Linked DNA regions of Zea mays: region 1 is linked to region 2. A link is a contact called in public Hi-C data. All regions are on one chromosome and are shown on one strand. Each heading gives the region's core, a stretch centred on a gene start, on an enhancer-like site or on the middle of the called end of the contact. The rest is flanking DNA. Distances are from core to core; before and after follow the strand shown.

Region 1 (3,748 bases), core at 998-3,497, 140 kb before region 2:
GAAGGATATTTTTTAACCAAAATCTCTGTTCATAGTAAATGGAAACGATATAGAGGTTTTGATAGTGTTGCTGTTGTTACCCTTGACTTACGAAGATTGATGACATCATTGATGCACAATCTTGAAGACATGTTAGGTATCACGGAGCAGCGGTAGACAGACCGTTTTAAGACGTGTTTTGGTTGGATGTACAAGAAAGAATGTAAGTGAGCGGCTACAGTTTCTATAGTGTTTGGACGAGAGACACGTGTGAGCGAGGTAAAAATAGAAGTAAATTTTTTGGTGGCGGCGTGATCCAAAAAATCAAGGGGACGATGTCATCTCTGTTCCATCCTACTTTGACCTCAAACCAAACACATTCTTATTGGAGTCAGCTAACCCCAACTTTATGAATTTGTAGTGGAAAAACATTGTTAATAAATGTAATTTTATAGTTTGGATTTGTGCGGTAATGATGACGACCCCAAAAAAATATTTGTTAGCTTCGGTACTGTCACAGAGTGATGTAATTGCATACCACTACTAGGTACTGGCTCACACGGGTGGAGAGTATGGTATGGCGAGATATGACGCTCGCAATACCTTAATTTAGCCATGAATACCAGATGCTCTTTAGCGTTGTAAGCTTAGAATGGCTTACCTTCATAACCTCTGCTCCTGATCTGAGCGTAGGCCGTAGTGAACAACGAGAGGAGGACGAATCATTACTCCCTCCGTTTCTTTTTATTTGTCGCTGGATAGTTACACTATCCAGCGACAAATAAAAAGAAACGGAGGGAGTACATTGGAGTGTTGGACCTGGGCTAGCACGTGAAGCGTTACGAACTTATGGGCCTTTTTGGTTGTGTCCGAGCATCTATTGGGCTGACGACCATTGGCAGCGAATGACCAGCTGGCATAGACGCACAACACGACAAGCTACATGGGCACATGGCACACTTCCAAACGCCATGTATGGGTTGTCTAGGTTCACACGGCTAAACATGGATCGATTTAAAAAAAAGGGCAAGCCCAAATCTGAAATTAGACGAAATGCTGAAATTTACATCAGCTTATATTTTTATTAGCTAAGTATATTTTTTGCCATACCTTAATTTTATTTTGTCCTCCACCAGTGCCAGCTCACTGCCTCAAGGACCCGGCCGCTAGTACATGCCCTTTCAAAGAATTTGCTCGTACCATATTAGTGTTAATTTCATTTATTAATTACCTTGAGATAGAGGTAAGTCCCATTAATTGTTGATGCACCTGATTGGCACCCAGGTAAATTTTGTACGGATGATATGTTGAAATGTCCGATCCAAACATAAGCTAAATGTTATCTTGGGGAATAATAACATTGTAACTCATATGTGTTGATTTGATGTAGTGGTAGGGAAGTGGACTCTGGCTTAATGAAGTAGTCCTAACACAATTTAATTTTTAGGACATCTTTTTATTATCACGTCTCTAATATAGTTTAATTTTTAGGTATCCTTTTATCATCACGTCTTGTGTTGTGTTGTGGGAATTAGAAAGGATGTAAGACCGTGAGAAAGGAGAAACCAAGTAGAAGGGAGAAGTTTGCGCTGAAGAAAACATTAGGATTGCATAAGACTAGCTCAACAAATGGTTGGGACGAAAAAAATAAGGGGGAATTTTTTTTGCCTCTTTAAGGTATGTTTGGGAACAAGAAAAATAGAGGAGATTGAAGGGGCTAGAATCGTCTTGCTATTCAAAATTGAATAGCAAGAGGATTCTAGCCCCTCCAGTCCTCTCCATTCCATGACTCCCAAACAAGCCATTAATGTTAGTTATAGAAATAGATATAGATTACAAGTTCATACTTACTCCCTTTGTCCGAAAAAGCATGCAATTCTATAACAATGCTTTATTAGAATATGTACATTTAACCAGGGTGACATAAAATTTATAATATTTGTCATACTAAATAGATATCATTAGATTTTGTCGTGCAACATATTTTTTAATATACTTATTTAGTGTAATAAGTGTTAATATTTTTATTATTATATGTTGTTCAAGTTTATACACTTTATCCGAGAATGCACTTATTCTTTTTTGGACAGAGGCAATAGTCCACACAACTAATTAAACTTACTTATGTTAATTTGCATACCTTTTCCCATGTTTATTTTGATGTTCAATTAAGCTAGAACGGATTGGACCCATGCTGGGCTAGTGAGGCGCACAGTGCTGGTCTTGGGCCTTGAGCTCAGTCGCGGCCCGTATTTCATTTGCCAGCCCGCTTTGATGTTCCCCCGTTTACTCTGGTGGCTCCTTTTTCAGCAGGAGCAGGTGCCATGGTGACACGTACGCCTAGCCCTCACTGTTCCTTTGGCAAGCTTCGCTGCTCCTTGACCGACCATTGTGCGTCTGATGTCCGTGACTCCGTGTCATGGCTCCACTCGCCTGGTGGCACCCACGGTATCTCAATGTAGTGCATTTTTATACAGTAGTGACCAGAGAGTAACAAAAACAGTGTTCTTTATCTCAGTATCTCACTCTCATTATCTTGTTCGGTTATTTATATCTATATGAATTAGATGATATTAAAAAATATAAAAAAATTTAGTTTGTTTGAAATTTAAACCAAATTCCACCCATTTTACATGAATTAAGAGCAAAACGAATAAATGCTGATATGGATGTGACCCCAACCATAGTTTATTTATTTCGATGTGATTTTGAACGTGAAGTAGTGAGCATATGCACTCAATTTTTGTCGTTGGTCATGATATAAGCTTAATAAGTTGCCCGCGCATTCCTGTTTTCGTTCCAGTTTTTGCCAAGTCAATGATGCAATTTCGTCATGGAAATGATCCATTCTACATTGCCAATTGATGGAAATTCATATAAGGGAGCACACAGCCATTTCCAATGAACCATTTCACAAACCACGCTTCCATTTTAGGGCTTGTTCGGTTAGCTCCCAATCCACATGGATTGAGTGAGATTGGATGGGTTTAAATCCCAACTAAGTCAAACCCTTTCTTAATTTTTTTCAATCTCATCCAATCCATGGGTAACGGGATTAACCGAACAAGGCCTTAAAAAGAACAAATGTACGACTATGACCTTAGGGCTCTTTGGGACCAAGAGTAATGTAGAAGATTAAGAGGACTAAATAGTAATGGGTTTTGGTGTCCTCAACCCCCTCCATTACACTTTTCTCCAAACAAGCCCTTAGCGCTCGGCTGCTTGGCCGCAGCTGCATCCAGCTGCTTATGCAGCTGCGACCGAACAATAGTCGCCTGTCGCTGCTACTCCTACAAGACGACTGCACCAGTTTAAAAGTTGGGTAACCGATCTCCCATTAAGTTTTCGGAGCAGCACCACAATTCCGGAAAATAACACTCAAATCCAACTATGCATCAGTTTTGACTAGCATGACAGCGCAATCACCTACGTCCAAAACCATGAAAAAAATCTTGAAAGTCCCGAACTTGTCAGGAAAAATACATTGACAAAAATGAATTGTATATCTAATATATTTATAACAAGAATCAATAATGACCCATCACGCAATAATGATTGTCAGAGGTAAAATCCAACCGGCTGATAGAATCATAGAATGCACCCGCCTAATCCTAAGAATGAGGGGCTACCTAGAGTTAGCATGTGAAGATGCAAGAACACAAGAACATGTAAGAGTTTAGAATGGTTCAGGGCATCGGAGCGTAATACTCTACGTCCACTTGTGAGTTGTATTGCTGAGAGCTCGAGCGTGGGTGTAGATGAGTCCGAG
Region 2 (3,689 bases), core at 739-3,238:
CTTCTGGCTCACCGGTCGAGCATCAAGTTAGATGCCCACCAAGTGATGATTGATCAACTCGCTAGGGACCTCGTTCATATCAAATGGTTCCCCGGCAAACACTCGACATGCTCTCGAAGGCCTTGCAAGGTCTGGAAGTATGCATTACATGAGCATAAGCATTTTCATTCATTACATAAACATCCTCACATGTTAATGCCCCTGTTATCTCTTTGAAAGGTTTTACTTCTCATGTCCACCTTGTATGATCCTGGTGTTAACCCAAGAGCTTGGTGTTTTTATCACCTAGGCAACCTATAATAATATAGGATAAAGAATGAAACAGGGCTTATGTTGGTAAGATAAGTAAAATATGCTTTTAAGTGTTGTTTTGGCTACAAACATTTTTTTCCATGGTGCTGTGTTGACCAAACCGGAACTGCAGTCTATGTTATAGTAATGGTCTTTGACCTTAAGCAAAAGTTGTAGTTTATTTTGTATGCTAAAAACGAGCCGCAAGGACCCAATCCAAGACCAGACAGTAGCCTTAACTTTCAATTGACTGCTGTTTTTCTAATCCCAATTTTTTAAGGACTACTTTGGGAACTCCATTTTTTCAAGTGGTTCTTATTTTCACAAGGGAAAATAAACTAATTTGACTTGGAAAATGAAAATCCCGTGGGAAAATGGGGTTCCCAAACTAGTCGTCGACAGATCCGAGATCACATGTTAGCACTAACTTTTTCTCCCTTTTTCACATGACAACTCCATCAAATCCTTTACTAAGATTCGGATTAATATATGTGAACTTTACATGCAAGCAAGTCAAGTCCAACCTTGTTTGAGTTTCTTTTAGTTTTCAAAGCGAAGTTCAACGTTTGCAGAAGTTTACTGAAGCACTGACTAAACTGACCTAAGTTGATTGATCCGGGATCACATGTTTGCACTATTTTTTCCTCCCTTTTTCACATGATAACTCCATCAAATCCTTTGCTAAGAGTTGAAGCTCTATGTAAAATTTGCATGCAAGACAAAGTCCAACCTTGTTTGAGTTTCTTTTGGTTTTCAAAACGAAGTTCAACGTTTGCAAAAGTTTACTGAAGCACTGACTAAACTGAATGTTCAGTTTCAGTTTCGAGTGCCTCTCTTTGGAGCTCCATATCTTGCAATCCAATCCGATCCAAACCTTGCTCCTTTAATCTTTGCTGTAGTACTCGTGTAGCTCTGTCAGAATGATCTTTTGGTTCGTCCTTTTTTCTATTTGGATCGAGAGAACGAGTCAGGAGGAGTGAGGGAGTTTTAGTTGGCCCGCGAGCACTGACCTGACGATGATCGTCCAGTTCGAATGCGCACACCACACCACACGGGCGCAGCGTCCGACTGTGTCAGAAATCACGCGCCGTGTGGAGACTGGAGACCATACGTTGGCGACCTCCCCACTCGACGCCTCGGGCGCTCACGCCTGAATCCGAAGCAGACACACCCACACTAGCCATCTAAAGGACTAGAACTATAGCTTTTGGAGGACGGACGGAGGTAGCAGTAACAATAACAATCTAATCAGAACCTGCACGGGATGGGTACTGACGCAGCCAACAAGGATGTCCCTATCGATCGAACCTGGCGAAGGTTTGGTTAGTCGTTAGATGTCACAGTACAGCGTTAATGCCTTGATGATTGGCTGCTGCGTTTGACTCGACGGATCCATTGCACGTGACCGAACATGTCGTTTGATGTTGCTGCAGCTACTGGCAATATTACGGCGTGTGTGCTGTCAGTCAGGGTCGGGAACGCGCGCACTAGCACCACCACAGCGACCATGGTCCACCGTCCACGCCGGGCGAAGAAAACGGCCTGTGCAGACAGACAAGGCAGCATACACACCAGCGTCTAGGTCAAGGTCCCCGGCTCCGGCTGCCCAAAACGCAAAAGCCAGAGGCCGCCAGGCCGGAGACAAACGCAAAAGCCACCTCCTGCCACGGAAAGCCCACACAAGTCACAAGCCGGGCTGCGCTGCGCGCATGTGCCAGGTTGTGGCCTCGGTACCGGGCCAACATAATAATCGATGGCCACACGTGGTCCCGCGCTGATTAGTCGTATCATACCTGCATTTGCCGTAGCAAGCACTTGTGCCGTTTGGTTCCTAAAATGTAGCGTAAATGATAATGGTAATGATTTGTATTTGATTATTACTAGCGATAACAAATTTGAATAGGCTAGTATCAATTTCTAGTATAATATCCGATTACGGTTAGACTTAAACAAATATTATTTAACGTTATTTGTTACCTATTACATTACAAATATGTGAACCAAACGACATCTTGAATTCACGGAGTAGCTGCCAAATATGCAATACGGCGGAGACGACGGGTGATTTTTTTTGTATTTTGGTTATTTTTAAAATCTTATTTTATAAATAGACCTCATGGAAAAAACAATCCAAAAATGCAACGTCATAGAAAATGACACCGAGACATGAGACTCAACGTAATGTCATATTACATAACCTCGATGTTGCTCGCGTTGGTGATGTGCTCCACGGAGCTCGGCATCACTCCAGTTAGCAACGAGCCTCGTAATTCGGCACGGGTTGACTCAACACCAAGATTAGTTTAGGAGTCATAAAACCGGAGAGGATTAGAGGGACTAAAATTCACTCCTTATTCAAAATTGAATAAGAAGGGGATTTTATCAGCTCTAATCATCTCTGCTTTTTGGACTTCCAAACTAGTCCCTAGTACTTTGTCCAACAGCATGGGACCACGGATGCGAAGAAGTCGCATCCTTCAGCCCATATCCCCCAATTTTTTCCATTTTTGGTAGATCGTGAAAATGAGGAAGAAGAAAGTGGGTGTCCAGATTTAGGGAACACACGCCCGCATTACACTTTTTTCGCATCCGCGTCCACAATCTGCTGGATGTATCTACAACTACAAATTACAATGTATCGCGTCCCTTATTTATTTTCGTGTGGGGGGACGTTTTATGGGACCTACTAGACTTAGCCAAAGAACCCTTCTTCTTCCTCTATTTATTTTATTTTTGTGCTCACATACTACTCTCTCTCCCCCCATCCTAACCCCCAAATACGCTCGTAGGGCGGCCTAATCTCACTTAGTTGTTTATATGTGCAACCCTAGATATGGTTGTATGGACGATTTAGTGATGTGTTTGTGAAATGTATGGTGGGTATGTTGATTTATTTGTGAAATGTATGTGTAGAGGTTAGTTGGAATCATAGTTTGTGCACTCTCTTATATCATGTCCTACATTATCTATTCTATGGAAACAAAAGTGGGAGAACATTTATACTAATTAGGGATATCTCATATATGATGTCAAGCCAAGAGCATGTGACACTATTTGATTTGCCACTACATTTTCTTTCTTTCAAGTTTATGCATCTATTACTTTATTCTAAAATATGCTATAAATACAAAGTTTATAAATAACAAGAAAATTTGGTCAATATTTGTATGTCCCAATTACTCAGATGTGTAGCCTACAGTGTTGCTTTCTTGTGCTCAAAGCTGGCAGGAACATTAATATCTAATATCTAGGATGCAGCTTAGAATGATGTGATTATTTTAAATTCTCTACATAATACAATTGTTTTGCCATGTTAGTGATATGTCTTATGTTTGATATTGTAGGATGGAGTGGTACACGTTGTTGGAGGAGAGGTACGATGTGTCTCGTTGGATAAT

What was found. Hi-C and Micro-C count contacts between places; a contact is called where the count stands out from the background.
Region 1: a Hi-C map of ear shows a contact between it and region 2, with 2.0 times the contacts expected there. The contact joins two enhancer-like sites. A contact is called at or near these places in 2 of 25 Hi-C or Micro-C datasets (ear and tassel).

Annotation. Positions count from the first base shown.
Region 1 is chr1:22,643,885-22,647,632 of Zm-B73-REFERENCE-NAM-5.0, reverse strand. No RefSeq gene overlaps it. Among protein-coding and RNA genes, the nearest start is that of LOC100284268, 5.9 kb to the left of the region's middle. Within about 2 kb of position 2,247, at least 14 of the 20 cell types and tissues checked have an H3K27ac peak or open chromatin away from gene starts, as enhancers often do. A contact at or near this core is called in ear and tassel, where this site is marked.
Region 2 is chr1:22,501,605-22,505,293 of Zm-B73-REFERENCE-NAM-5.0, reverse strand. No RefSeq gene overlaps it. Among protein-coding and RNA genes, the nearest start is that of LOC103644495, 51 kb to the right of the region's middle. Within about 2 kb of position 1,988, at least 19 of the 20 cell types and tissues checked have an H3K27ac peak or open chromatin away from gene starts, as enhancers often do. A contact at or near this core is called in ear and tassel, where this site is marked.